Regions from separate parts of the Mus musculus genome. Here region 1 is linked to region 2. Evidence: chromatin contacts called from public HiChIP or PLAC-seq data. All regions are on one chromosome and are shown on one strand. The core of a region is the stretch at or near the end of the contact, and the rest is flanking DNA. Distances in the headings are between cores, read along the strand shown.

The links. HiChIP or PLAC-seq counts read pairs in DNA pulled down with a chosen protein or histone mark.
Region 1: a contact with region 2 is called in an H3K27ac HiChIP or PLAC-seq map of microglia, with 6 times the contacts expected there. The contact joins the promoter of 1500011B03Rik here to the enhancer-like site in region 2. A contact is called at or near these places in 4 of 484 Hi-C or Micro-C datasets (the P5424 cell line, bone marrow-derived dendritic cells, bone marrow-derived macrophages and 1 more), 3 of 115 datasets of contacts at active chromatin or transcription factors (embryonic stem cells and microglia) and 3 of 9 other capture datasets (adipose tissue, liver and pancreatic islet).

Annotation. Positions count from the first base shown.
Region 1 is chr5:114,811,354-114,818,703 of GRCm38.p6, reverse strand. It overlaps 1500011B03Rik (RIKEN cDNA 1500011B03 gene), which reads left to right and starts at 4,728. Exons shown (of 2, transcript NR_027817.1): 1 at 4,728-4,924.
Region 2 is chr5:114,736,588-114,743,502 of GRCm38.p6, reverse strand. It overlaps Git2 (GIT ArfGAP 2), which reads left to right. Exons shown (of 20, transcript NM_001347400.1): 15 at 4,222-4,470; 16 at 6,066-6,155. Among named protein-coding and RNA genes, the nearest start is that of Mir7028, 21 kb to the right of the region's middle. Within about 2 kb of position 4,717, at least 63 of the 459 cell types and tissues checked have an H3K27ac peak or open chromatin away from gene starts, as enhancers often do. A contact at or near this core is called in adipose tissue, bone marrow-derived dendritic cells, bone marrow-derived macrophages and 1 more, where this site is marked.

The sequences.
Region 1 (7,350 bases), core at 3,479-5,978, 75 kb before region 2:
CCAGTCTCAGGAGGTACAGTGGGACAGAATCTCTTCATCCATGTGTGCTCATAGGAATCTCCCATTCTCCTCCCCAGACTTTTCCCCCATGTGTGATGCATACGACGGTGTCTGCTGGTGTCTGACACCAGAGAAACCAACAACAGGGTGTCCTGCCTCTCTTCCTAGAGGGCATTGGGGAAGAGAGTCGAGGCACCTCCCTTCTCTGATGTGGCGGGAAACCTTGGGTCGAGTTTTTTACTCTGGATGGTGGCATAGTGGGGGCCAGGGCTCACAGACGAGGTCTGGAACTCTGGTTGGAGCTGTCTTCAGAGCTCTATTATGGAGTCCCAACCCTGGGCAGGAAAGCTCATTAGCAGACGTGATAGAAGTGAGCACGTGACTGCTGAGTCATGTCCCCTGTCCATTGGACTGGAACTCCTGCTCCTTCTCCATTAGCAGCGGTGTCTGCAAGCTCTGCCATCCCTTCGGACCCTTCTGAGTTCTCCTGGGGCTCTGAATGCAGTCTTTTTTATGCAAGGATCTTGGACACCTCCGGGTGTGTGCGGCGCAAGCCTACAAACTCTCTCACCTCTACCAGAGATAATAAGGTCAGTAAACAGCAAACTGGGCTGTGAGGCGGGCTCACCAGTGGGGAGGCCTGCAGAATTCAGCAGGGATGCAGAGAGGAACCCAGGGTGCTGGGTTGTGGAGTGGTATCTAGAAAACACACTAACCAACCACCCATGCAATGTCACTGGGTCCTTGAGATGTCCTGCAAGCTGGAGCAGGGGCAGCTGTGGGATTGCAGTCATCCAAGGGAAGCCAGTGGCTGGGGTCTGTAAGGATGCTGGGGGCAGCTAGCGCTTTTTACAGGTCTTTTATACCCTAGAGCCCAGGCATGCCATAAGGACAAAGGGTGCCCAGGACACAAGCAGGTAGTTTGGAAGTTTGGTGTAAAGAAGCAACATCTACCTTCTCTTTCAACTGCGTGCCATTGGGCTTGGCCATACATAGCCCACGTTTGGCACAAATATTTGGAACCTGTGAGTAAAGAAGCTGGAGGTGGGCTCAGAACGTGCTGCCCAGGCCCATGTAACAGATGCCCGAGGAACCACAAGTGCGTGTGCGCACACACACACACACACACACACACACACACACACACAGGTTGCTGGAGTGAGAGGCCAGGGGGCACTGGAGTGCTCAAAGGCTGCAGATCTTCCCTCTGGGCCTTGGGGTGGGGGGTGGGATGGGGGGAATCTCCCTGAGGGCACTGAGCTAGAGCAGTACTGGCCCCCTCTTCCGTGCTCCAGCTCCAGAGCTGCCAGCACCCCCTCTCCCCCCCCCCCCCCCCCCCGGCAGGAGCAATATGCCCAGCAGAGAGGCAGGTGCTGGCTGAGCAGCTCCTGCCTCCTGGAGGAGCTTTGGGAATAGTGCCTGGGTGTCCTCCTGCCCTCAACCAGAGAAGCCACTGCACGGGTGGGGGGCTGGGCACAGAGACCAAGACAGAGGACACCACTCAGAGATGCCGAGACAACTGAACTGTGGACTAGGGTGGGCTGAGAAGAAAAGACTAACCCTGTGAGTCTGCACACCTCTCCCTGCCTAGGTGTCTAGCAATGAAGCCCTGTGCTCTCACAGAACTTTCTGAGGATGCTCTAGTTCCATTATCTCTTAGAGAGAGGAGCAGGCGCACTGCACGGGGTCATTCTCCACTGAGCGTGCCACTGTGCTCAGGCAGTTCAGGGAATAAGTAAATGCTGCTCTCTGCTCTCAGCCGATGCCCTGGTGGGAAAGACGTGGGCTTCAAATTTCCACTTCACATCCTTCTGGAACACGAAGAGTTAATGGAGCACACATCATCCTAAGACATGCCTTCTTGCAATCCCTGCTCTCCCCACCAGCACTTGCCTGCAGCTGTCAGGGAACTCAAAAAAATGATGCAGGTTGGCACACGGCCAATAAGACTGTGGGAAAGAACTCTGGAAACATGCGTTCAAAACCCGTGTAGGTTGGATTTCTCATCTGTGCAAAATACAAGCCCAAAATATAATTCATACAAAATATGAAGGGCTTCACTGTGAGCAAGAGTCTGTAATTGCTCTCTCCTGATTTGTACTTTTGTGTGGTCAAGTTTTCTGTAAACCTGTTTAATATCCTAGATAATTGATAGAATCTCCTCTTTGTGGGGTTTTTGTTTTTGTTTTTGAGGAATAATTTTTAATCCCCAACAAGGCAAAACTCTCTGCTTCATCAAACATTTCTTCTAAGAATTAGCCAGTAAGATATCATCCATATAATGATACATTTTAGAATGAGCAAACTGTTTATAACAGCTGTAGGAAATGTTAACACAGTGCCAGACTGTTTGGAAGAACTTTCCAGTGACACCGTTGACACAGGTTGACACAGGTTGAGCACTACTATAAGCATTGCCAGGAAGGCAAGTTTTTCCTTATCCTGTTTTTGTAAAGGTGCAGTGAAGAAGTAGTCTTGTAAATCAATCACTATAATAGATCATCCCTTAGGTAATGATGAAGGCAAGGGAATTCCAGGCTATAAAGAGCCCATTGGCTCAATCACCTTATTTACAGCTCTCAAATCTGTTAATAGTCCCCATTTTCCAGGTTTCTTCTTAGTGACAAATATAGGAGAACGCCAAAGACTGATTGGTTGTCCCCTGTGTTGAACGTTTTGCTGCTTCTGCAGCAGCTGTCCTAGTGCCTCTAAGTGTTCTGATATCAAAGGCCAATGTTCCACCCATGCACGTTTGTCATGTAACCATTTTAAAGTTAAGGCAGTTGGTGTCTTTGAAAGTCCAACAGCTGTTGTGTCCTGCTTATATATGACATTATGGCTGTACTTGAAAATACCTTCTAGTATTATTCTCAGAAGTGTTTATTTTCTGGATTGTTTCTGAGATGAAAGGAATGTTAATCTGTATTTTCCATTGCTGCAACAAATCACTCGCCATAATTTCATGGCTACGTTAGCCACAGATGGCTTTAATTCTCCTATTTGCCTTCTGGTCCTACACACTCGACCCATCTTGCACCTCTTCATCTGAGATAAAGTTCCAACCTCCGGAAGGTGAATATGTAGCTCCTGAAGAGGCCAATCCGGATGCCAAGATTTTGGTGACATTATAGTCTCATCTGCTTCTGTGTCTACTCAATCTTCAATGCCGTTTAGCTTAGAAAACACGAAAATAGTTATTCAACAAATAGGCAGAGCCGGGCGTGGTGGCACACGCCTTTAATCCCAGCATTCGGGAGGCAGAGGCAGGTGGATTTCTGAGTTCGAGGCCAGTCTGGTCTACAGAGTGAGTTCCAGGACAACCAAGGGCTACACAGAGAAACCTTGTCTTGAAAAACCAAAACCAAACCAAACCAAACCAAAAAAACCCAAATAGGCAAATGTACATCCCACTTATATGATAATGACCTATTGATATGGAATAGATAAGTATGCAGGGGCCAGAAATAAAATGGGTCACTAGGTGATGGGGACAGGGGAGATAGTTGTGTTATGGTCTAATGGGCTTGGAGTTTCTGTTTGAGATGATGAGAAGGTTCTGGAAATGGTCTATATGTGTTGGTTTATATTTAGCCTAATACAGCTGAATTGTATTAAAAAGTAGCTAAGGATTTCTGAGTTCAAGGCCAGCCTGGTCTACAAAGTGAGTTCCAGGACAGCCAGAGCCATATAGAGAAACCCTGTCTTGCTATAAAACTAAAAAAAAAAAAAAGTAGCTAAAATGATTAATTTTACGTTATGTCACCATCATAGCAAGAGTGAGATCAGCCAGTATGATTTTAAGATTGTATAAAAGGGGCTACGAGATGGTCAGCGGTTAAGAGCATTTACTGCTCTTCCAGAGGACCTGGGTTCAGTTCCCAGCACTTACACGGAGGTTCACAATTATCTGTAACTCCCGTTCCAGAGGAACACACACTACTTCTAGCCTTCACCAGCTCCAGGCACCCATGCAGTGCACACACACATGCAAGCAAAGCACTCATGTACATAAACTAAACCTTAAAAATGATTGTATAGGCTAGGCATGTTAGTGCATGCCTTTAATCCCAGCACTCGGGAGGCAGAGGCAGGCAGATCTGTATGAATTTGGGGCACTTGAGAGGCAGAGGCAGGCAGGATTTCTGAGTTCTGGGTCAGCCCGGTCTACAGAGTGAGTTCCAACAGGCAGGGCTACACAGAGAAACCCTTTCTCAAAAGGAAGCAAAATACATACATAAAACTTACACTTTTCAGGCTGGAGAGATGGCTCAGCAGGTAAGAGCACTGACTGCTCTTCTGTAGGACCTGAGTTCAAATCCCAGCAACCACATGGTGGCTCACAACCATCTGTAGTGATTTCTGACGCCGTCTTCTGGTGTGTCTGAAGATGGCTACAGTGTGCTTATATATAATAATAAATAAAGCATTTAAGAAAATATTGTTTAAAATAACTTACAGTTTTCAAAAATGAGATTACGGTGTCTCTTTCTTCGGACTGCATTGACTAATACGAAAATGTATGAATGTATGAATGTGTAAAGCAAAGCCTTCCACGGGGAAGCCCGACGCGAGCGCTTGCCACAGCTTTGGAACCCTCTGCGCAGAACCATAATTCACCACCCCACCCCCGAAGTTGGTCGGGATGGCTCCTCCCCTCGCCCCCCCACCCGCCCTGTTTCCGTGGCAACTGCGCGAGCGGAGTGGGCGGACCTCGGAAAAACGGCAACGTCTAGGGGCGGGGCTTAAGGCGGAAGCGGCGTCCCCGCGCTCCGTGCAGTGCGGGTTTCAGTGATGCTGCGCTCAGGATGGATGCGGCTGTTGCCCATGCTCTGCAGCCTCCTGCTAGGGCGAGCCGAGGCCCCGAGCCCGGGGGTGCCGCCGGAGCAAAGCCAGCCCTACGCGGTGTTGCGGAGGCAGAGCCTGGGTAAGCGGTGCGGTGGGGAGGGTGCGCGTTTGCAGCCGGATCCGGGCGTGGGGAGCTTGTGCGGGGCGCAGGCCGGCCTAGCCTCTGGTTGTGGGAAGCCAATAAACGCCATTACAAGATGGCGCTGATTTCAATAAGCCGACACCTATGAATATGGGTAAACAATGTGCCCATGTGCAGTAGAGTTTTCTTTCAGCCAAGTCACTGCCTGGCCTGAGGCATGTAAATGAGGTACTGAAAGCATAACCAATCTGGTGTAGACACGCCTATCCTAGGCCTATATAAGCAGCACTGGTTTTTGGCCTGGGGTCTTTCGCTTTTACTATCAAGCTCTCCCAATAAATGTGTGCAGAAGAATCCTGTTGTGTTGTTCTTCTTGCTGGCGAGTTGGGCCTCTACAAGTGGTGATTCTCATATCGCCTCAGGGTTATTGTTAGTGAATCAAAGAGTGGATGTTTTACAACATAACATGGAACAGATGATGGATGTCCTACAAATGAGTTGTGTGGCATCAACCCTGCATATGTGCATTACTCCCATTAGGTATGTTAATATTCTTTTATTAAACGTACAGATTTATCGAATTATCTGAAGGGGAACTGGTCGCAGGAGCTGGACAGGTTGCACACGGAGCTGCAGATACAGATCCTGAACCTTAATTGAACCAGAGTGGAACTAGTGACCCTTGGAGGCTTTACCTCTTGGCTTACCTCTGCATTTTCTCACTTTAAGGAATGGGTGGGAGTGATTTTGTTTATGAATATGTTTACCCATGAATATGGGTAAACAACCAATGTGCCCATGTGCAGTAGAGTTTTCTTTTAGCCTAGTCACTGCCTGACCCGAAGCATGTAAATGAGGTACTGAAAGCATAACCAATCTGGTGTAGACATGCCTATCCTAGGCCTATATAAGCAGCACTGGTTTTTGGCCTCGGGGTCTTTCGCTTTCACTATCAAGCTCTCCCAATAAATGTATGCAGAAGAATCCTGTTTTGGCGTCCTTCTTGCTGGCGAGTCGAGTGTCTACATCTGGTCCTCAGGAAGCTGCTTTTCCTGGGGTCAGTTCTAGGCTTGGGAGCCAGCGCTTGCACCCCTGTGTGCTGTCTGGCGCACCTGCTGAAGCGAGAACCTGGAGTCCTGGGGGTGTGTGAGCTCCTCTGTTGCTCGCTCTGTGGCTTCAGCCTAGGCAACCGGGCTCATCCTGCATCCCTCATCCGTTCTCAGCGATGGCCATTCATAATTGACAAGTTTTAGCATTTCTTACACAGCAAGGGTTCCTAGATAGCATCGCTGTTTATGGGAATTCTTTTGGGCCTCGCAGAGGGCTAATGAGAAAAGTAGGCCTTTCAACCCTGTTCTGGAGAAAAGGAAAATGAAGCCCAGAGGTAGAGTTGTGTTACTCAGGGGTACTCCGGTAGGAAGTGGTGGATGTCAGTACTTGAATCCGGGGTTTGTGGGGGCTTGAAGGAACTTCAGGGCGGTGTCTATTACACACACGCACACACACACAAGCGAGTGCAGGGCGGTGGTTCTCACGGATTTCCCTTTGGAGCTGGGCTTATCACCCTTGACACTCCCCACATCTTTGATCAAGTGATTCTTTCTTGGGAGGGAAGGCAGGGGCCACAGTCTCTTTTACCCTCTAGATGCAGACTTGCCTGCCACCCTGAGTGCTGCCTCTTTTGATCAGAAGTGAAGTTTTGAAGGTAATCTATAGTTAAGCTTAAAGGAATCCTTTTAAGGGGGTTTCTGCTTGCCCCAGCTTATCGGTGCAGAATGGGGCTCAGTGACCATAGGGTGGGCTAAAATTGTCTTTTAAGTTTCTCTTTGGAACCACCAGTCCAGTCAGTTACTGGATATGCCATGCAGGAGAGGGTGATATAAGGATGAAGAATAGAGGGACTTATTGGGCTCCGGGCAGATATTAATCCAAATGATATTATGGACCTAACACTTGGTCTTAAGCTTTTCTCTTCCTTTATTTTTTAGATTTTTAGGATGTGCGTCCTTGTGTGTGTTTGTCCAGAGAGGCTGGTAATGGGTATCAGGTTTCCTGGAGCTTGTGTTAACTCCAGTATGGATCCTGGTCTTCTTGGTCTTACCTGCGCCAAATAGCCCAGGCCAACTACTAAGTGCCTGGTCAAGTTGACAAAAGCCTCGAATTCCCAGTTTCCTAAAGTTATGACTACAGCTGGACTTAAATCCTCTTGCTCCATTTAAACCATTTCCTTATGTTTAGGAAGAGGCTTTAAAGAGTCAAAACTTTCAAGACAGATTCTGAGACTGGAAGGGAACTCTGCTTTCTAAAACAAGCAGAAGCAGGAGTGGGGGATGGGGGGGGGGGCGTAGTGGTGCACACCTTCAATCCCAGCATTCAGGAGGCAGAGGCAGGTAGACCTCTTTGAGTTTGAGGCCAGCCCGGTC
Region 2 (6,915 bases), core at 3,468-5,967:
CTGGGCCAGGGCCTGTGCTTGGCTGGGATTCTAATTCAGTGTATGTATGGACACAAAGCCTTGGGTTTGCACCTAAAAATGCATTCAGAGTAAACTCCCCTAGGAGAGACCTAGCAGCCCACTATTGGTGTGAGATAGCATAACTTTGCCCTGTCCTGGGCTTTCTGGGAATCTGGAAGCTACTGCTTGGGTGTGATTTTCCACACCTATTGCTGATTCTTAAAATTAATCTCACCATGCAGACAGAGCAGGCAGAAGCACGTGCTTCTCAGCGTAAGCCCTGGCACGTACCATGTGCCGTGCTTTCTCTGCTGGCACTGGCTCTGACTGCTACCCTGGCAACCCTCGCCAGCATCTCAGCCTGCTGTCACCACCTCGAGCAGGGCTTGACACACAGAAGACTGCCACATGTCTGCCTGTACTAACAAGGAGAGGCAACCCGTGTACGCTGCACTATCCTAGTCATTCCCCCAGGGCAGCCGTTCTCAACCTTTAGGGGACGTCAAGCAATCCTTTCACAGGGGTCGCCTAAGTCCATTGGAAAATGCAGAATTACAGATAGGAAGTAGTAACGAAATAATTTTATGGTTAGGGGTCAGCACAGCATGAGGAACTGTGTTAAGGGGACACAGCGTCAGGAAGGTTGAGAACCCCTGCTTCAGGGACTGGGAACTGCCTGTAGGAGAGGTCAGTGGGGAAGGCAGTGCTTGGGATGATGATGGAGAGCGACAGATGGGAAAGCCAGCTGTGCCCTAGACTCTGGGCACCGTAAGCATCGCTGACTGTCGTGAGAAAAAGCTCGCTATGCACCCCACGCAGAAAAAAATAGGCTGGCTTTGGGGTTTATACTATTGTTGAGGAACGCGATCTCAGACTCAGAGTATTGTAAGGCCTGGTCACAAGGTACATCTTCTCAAGGAAAGCCAAAGGGCTCTCCCACTGGCTAGGGAGCACTCCCACTGGCTAGGGAGCACTCCCACTGGCTAGGGAGCACTCCCACGGGCTAGGGAGCAAGGTTGTGAGAGCTCTGCAGTCAGTCAGTGGCTCTTGTGCTGTAGTGCAGAGGCTGAGAGACTGAGCTCTCGTGGCCTAGCGCCCCGACCTGCCTTGCAGCCCCTTCTAGGCTAGTGCACAGCTGCGACCAAGAGCCTGAGAGGCCTCTGCCGCAGCAGAGGCCTGACATCTCCTCGGCCTTTTCTGAGCAGGGTCACACAGATGTGGTAGTTAATGCAGTCACCATCTTACCAGCTTCTTGGGTGATTTGTTTTTCTGAAACTTGCCTTTGATTGTTGGTCTGCGGGGCTTCACCTTTTTACCCATAGTTCTCCTTTAGTGTTCATAAAGGTTACATGTGCTGGGGAGATGGCCCAGGTCAAACATTGAAAGACAAGAAGAGGACTGAAGTCCAGACCCCCAGAGCCCATGTGAAAGACCAGTTGGGCACAGTGGTCCACCTACAGTGCCGTGCAGCAAGAGCAGTGACAGGGAGTCCCCAGAGCAAGCTTCCAGCCAGACCAGCTAACCTGTGTGCTCAGGCTCACAGGGAGAGTGATTGTGGGAGATACCAGTGCTCCACTCGAGCCTCCCATCACATGTGTGTATGCACGTGTATGCTTAAGATTAATAAAGAAAACTCAGTGTTGGCTGAAGAGATGGCTCAGCAGGTAAAGGAACTTGACAGCTGCAGAAGCTGACAGCTTGAGTTCAAGTCCCAGAGCCCACAGAAAGCCGGAGAAGAAGCCTCAGAGTTGTCCTCTGACACCACACGCAGACACCAGGCACATGCAGACACAGTCAGACTTCATTTTTATTGTAATTGCTAGAGACAGCTCGAATCTCTTGAAAGCAAGTGTCTAGAGTTTCTCTAGAGCAAGAATTGGGGAGAGACTTAGTGGGTAAGAGACGAGTACCCAGCCTGATGGCCTGAGTTCAAGTCCCTAGACTCCCTGACCTCCACATGTGTACCGTGGTGTGCACTCACCCTGACACACATGCACATACACTCAGACAAGCCAAGTGTTGACGAGCAGAGCCATTGTCCATTATTATCATACAGATGCCTGTGATTTTTAAACTAGTGAATTATCTGTAACTTTTTATTTCCTGCCATACTTTTTCCAGAGTACAGCCTGGATCTTTTTTTTTTTTTTTTTTTTTTTTAAAGATTTATTTATTGGTTATATGTAAGTACACTGTAGCTGTCTGTCTTCAGACACTCCAGAAGAGGGAGGCAGATCTCATTACGGATGGTTGTGAGCCACCATGTGGTTGCTGGGATTTGAACTCGGGACCTTTGGAAGAGCAGCCGGGTGCTCTTACCCACTGAGCCATCTCACCAGCCCCAGCCTGGATCTTATAAACATTATTAAAATCTGTCTTAGGACATTTTTATAAATGCAGAGTAATGAATTTGGACACAGCCCTGTAATCCCAGCTACTTTGGAGGCTGAGATACAAGAATCACAAGTTCCTTCTTGGGCTAAGAACTAGTTCAAGGCCCGCCTGAGTAACTTGGACTCTGTCTCAGCTCCTGGGCATGATGTACCAGGGGGAGGCTCTGGTAGACCATGTGCCTCTGTGCTTGAGGCCCTGGGTTAAATTCCGTGTGTAGGGGAGAGGCTGAGGCGACTGAAACCAGGGTCTGTGCTCATCTCAGAAGGCAGCTGGCCAGAGTCCAGACTGGGTGTTTCAGAGGTAGCATCAGTGTTCAGGGCGTTTATACTTTCACAGCCTGCTCAGAATAGCACAGAGAGCTTTTAGCTCAGGCAGACATATGAGCCCTGCATCTAGGGATATAGTTTCTTGTATTATTCCCTCTCTCTGGACCCCACCCAGTTTCCATTCATATCCCGACAGCCCACACACTTGTCTGTCCTGGAATGCAAGAATTTCTAGAGGCTCTCCCTCTTTGCAAAGGAGGTTACATATATAGGCGGGGAAGCCATGCTTGTGTAGAGGTAGGCACTACAGATAGAGCATGGGGCTTGTTCACAAAGCAAGGGTGTACTGTTTTTATTTTAAAGTTTGTAATAGAGTTGGCAAAGTAGTGTGATTTATATCTGATCTTTCACATTTAACATTTGTTTGGAAACGATGCAAATTAATGAAGAGGGTCAGCCACTAGTGATGTATTTCCCACAGATTGGTGCTTTCTAAATAAAACTTGAAAGTTAACTCCCAATACTGCATGACCTTGCTATTGGACAGTGAGGACCCCCTGGTGCAGACATGGTTGCTTACGGACTTAAACCTTGGCACTGGATGACAGCATGGTCAAAGTGTACGTTCTCTCAGAGAAGGCAGTTGGACTCATACCATCCCCAGCTTATGCTACACAAATGCGGGGCTGAGGCAGCACAGACACGGTCACTTGTATTTAAGATGCCAGCCTCATAATTCCTTGCTGATCTCTGATCTCATGAAGCAGCTCACGTGTGAAAATTGCAAAGAATACTCAGGGTCTCTGTGTGTCAGTGTCTAACCAAAGTGAGCTGGCACCAGGTAGCCCAGCCCACTCAAGGCCAGCATCACTAACTGCATGGGTCAAAGGAGAGCGAGGTCAGGTCACAGCCCTGCAGCAAAACACTGATCACCAAGGGAAGCCAGTGGACCTCGGGAGTGCCCTTCTCGTGAGGACACTAACCTAGTTCAAGAGGTTGCCGGTTTCTTGTGATACGTTAAATTAGCAAACTTACCATGGTTTGGTCCCTTATATTTTTTTTAAAGATGTGCTTGAATTGTTTAGAATATCAAAAATGCTACATAATAAAGACATTTTTATCCTAATTTTTCTTGTTGGCGTTTTGGAAAGCAATGGGTGCTGGAATTTCCCCTGGGCTGACCTCACCTTTTCTTGCTTTGCACTTTGGGCTGCTTCCATGGCATCTCCTGTCACTTCCCCATTTGCAGATGGCTCAGGGCCGTGTGAAGAGTCAGAGTCAATGTTCTGAATCTCTTCCTCGAGACAGCTTTAGAATGACCCAGAGTACTGCTGGTCTGCACATGTTTTCTGGCCCCACCATGACAACTCTCTAGGCGGGTAGACTTGAATTTCTCATGAGCCTGTAGGTTATTCCGGAAGGAGGAGGAGTTGTCATGGCTTCGCCTTGCAGCCCCGCTAGCTTTATGTCCTCACAAGGTCGTGTTACGTTGGTGTACTTGACTTTGCTTTGTCTGCCTGGTGTGCAAAAACACAGACCCACTGCCAAATGTTTCTTTCAGCTTCAAACTCTCCAGAGTGAGAACTCAAGCCTCAGGAGACAGGCCACAGCCAGTGCCTGTCAGGTGCAGACTGGCTCTGACCACAAGGACACTGCAAGCCACTCGTCCCTAAAGCGACGGCCATCTGCCCGGGGCAGTAGACCCATGTCCATGTACGAGACTGGATCAGGCCAGAAGCCATACCTCCCAATGGGAGAAGCCAGCCACCCTGAGGAGAGCCGGACGAGACTTCAACCCTTCCCCACGCATGTGAGTAGCACTGCTGTGTGTCCCATTTCTGCTGTGCAGTCTGACTGTGTGTTCCCTCCTGGTCAAGCCGGGCTTGAGGACTGAAGGGGCTTGGCTAAAGTTGGGCGTTCTGGCTCTCGCTCAGCCCCTCCCCTTCAGTTCCTCTGTTTCTATGATGTCATTCCCAGGCAGCCTCTGTTGGCATGTGTTGTGTAGAGCTTCCTTCCTGAGCTCTACAAACAGAAGCCAGTTGTAAAGGTCACTGGCAGAAGTGTCTGTCTTCATCATAGGCGGAGGCTGGGGCTGGAGACATGGCCCAGTGGTAACCACACTGGCTGCTGTCACAGAGGCCACCCAGGCGGCACATAGCCCACTCCCAACCAGCTTAACTCTTGCTTTAGGGGATTTGACATTTCCTCTGGCCTCCCAGGGCTCTGCATGCACACGGCACACAGACAAGCAGGCAGAACACTCATACGTAAAATGATCTTTTAAAAACAACAGAGTAGGCAGAGGCATGCCCTCCTTATGAGCTGGAACTCCCCTGTGACTGGATACATAGAGTTGAGAGAGTCTGGGCTTCGGCAGCCTGGTTACTGACCTCACCTAGGCTAGTAGCATGACTTGGACATTTCATAAAGATGCAGTGTAAGCAGCCATTATACCAGCACACTCAGGAAGCTGAAGCAGGAGGATTGCCTGGACCACATAAGATCTTATCTCCAAAAAAAGGAAAAAGAAGGAAATATGTAAATAATTGAAAATGTCCATCTGCCCACAGTGTCTGCTCTGTGGTAGGCTCTCGCCGACCACAGTGGTGCACGTGTTGGGAAGCCAAGTTTTCAAACATTAAACTAGTCTGTCATTTGGACTGATCTATTGTAAAGATACCGGTTTCCACAGAGTGCTCCAGGCATAAACTGCCTTACGTAGTTCTTCCTTCAGAGTGTGGTATTCATCCTTTGGAATGTCAAAATTATTTCTTCAAAGTACATAGAGTTCTTCAATAAGCTTCTTAGGGTAATGTGAAGCAGATGATAAGATCTAATACATTTGGAGACTTTAGCAGTGTAAGACTGCAGTACCGTATGTATCCAGGAATCCATTGTCTCAGCTTCTCTTTATGTGGGTTTAATGCTTGAAGACCGGTCACTGACCTGACTGATGTTCTCAGTGAAAGGAGCCTCGTTTTCATAGAGCTGAGAACAAAACTTAGGCAACCTCACCTTGGTAGCTTACACAGTGCACTTGATCCTAGAGGGAGTGGGTGTGAGGCTGTGGCTGTACCGCCCAGTCTGACCTGAGGACCAGGGTGATGTGCACACCTGTTCAGAGTCGTCCATAGCGCTGTGTGGTTTTGTCCCTCCCAACCGAGAGCAAGCAGCACTGTAGGTGCTAACAGTGAGTGCCAAGTGTAGCTACGATGGCGGTAGGATCTCTTCCTTAAGCACAAGTGGCCTCTTCAGTGCAGAGTGGTTTCCAGCAGGCCACTTGCCTAATTAGGGATCATTGCCACAGCTGTCACCGAGCTGAGGGACATGTGTGAGCTGTGCAGTGGGAGGTGGGGACGTGTTTGTTTTATGTTTTCCCAAGCGTGTTTCTCTCTCCACTTCCAGATTGGGAGGAGTGCACTTGTGACCTCCTCTTCGTCTCTGCCCTCCTTCCCCTCCACACTTTCCTGGTCCAGGGACGAAAGCGCCCGAAGGGTTAAGTACACTCTGACTGGTCTGCCCTGGAGGAGGGCCAGCACCCCTTGGCTTTGTGCCCCCGCCCCTTCCTAACTGCCCTCTGTCCTGCATGAAGCAGCTTTGCTCCTGGGTTCTCATAGCAGCAGGCACATGCAGCCGTGCACATCCGGCCTGGAGAGAGCTGGCCTTCCTCTGGGCCTCCACGCTGTGCGCCTTCCACGCTGCCTCTCTCACCTGTCTAACCACCTCCCAGATCACCTAGAGCACATCTTCCGAGCACTGTCGTGTTAAGCTAACTGAACTTGAGCTGGCTACTGGTCACAGAGAGCAGGGCAGTCCACCCAGGGTTTTTGAGATACAGTTATGAAATTAAAAGTATATTTGGGTTAGCGCAAAAGTATCTTAGCTTTTTTCTTCTAACTGCTGACTTACTTTTTATTAGCACCATCACCGCTGACAAGCCCCACCTCAGTTGGTACTGTCATGCAGAGGAGAGGTGGCTACAGGCTTAAAGCTGTCCACTTGGAATGGTAGGCCGGACCCTTCTGCTGGTGTGTGACTCACGCCAGTGGACTCCCTCACACCCACCTTTAAGAAAGGCAGCTAAAGGGTGCAAAAGATTTAAGTGACATCGTCCCTGTTCCCAAACAGACATTGTGTAAGAAGAAAACTCTTTTCATGTGCACAGAGAGCATGCTGCTTTCCTCTTGTGGGAGACTGGGGCAAGCCCTAGTGTTAGAGGCCTGCCCTTCGGCTCCTAGCTCGGTCTGTCTGTAGC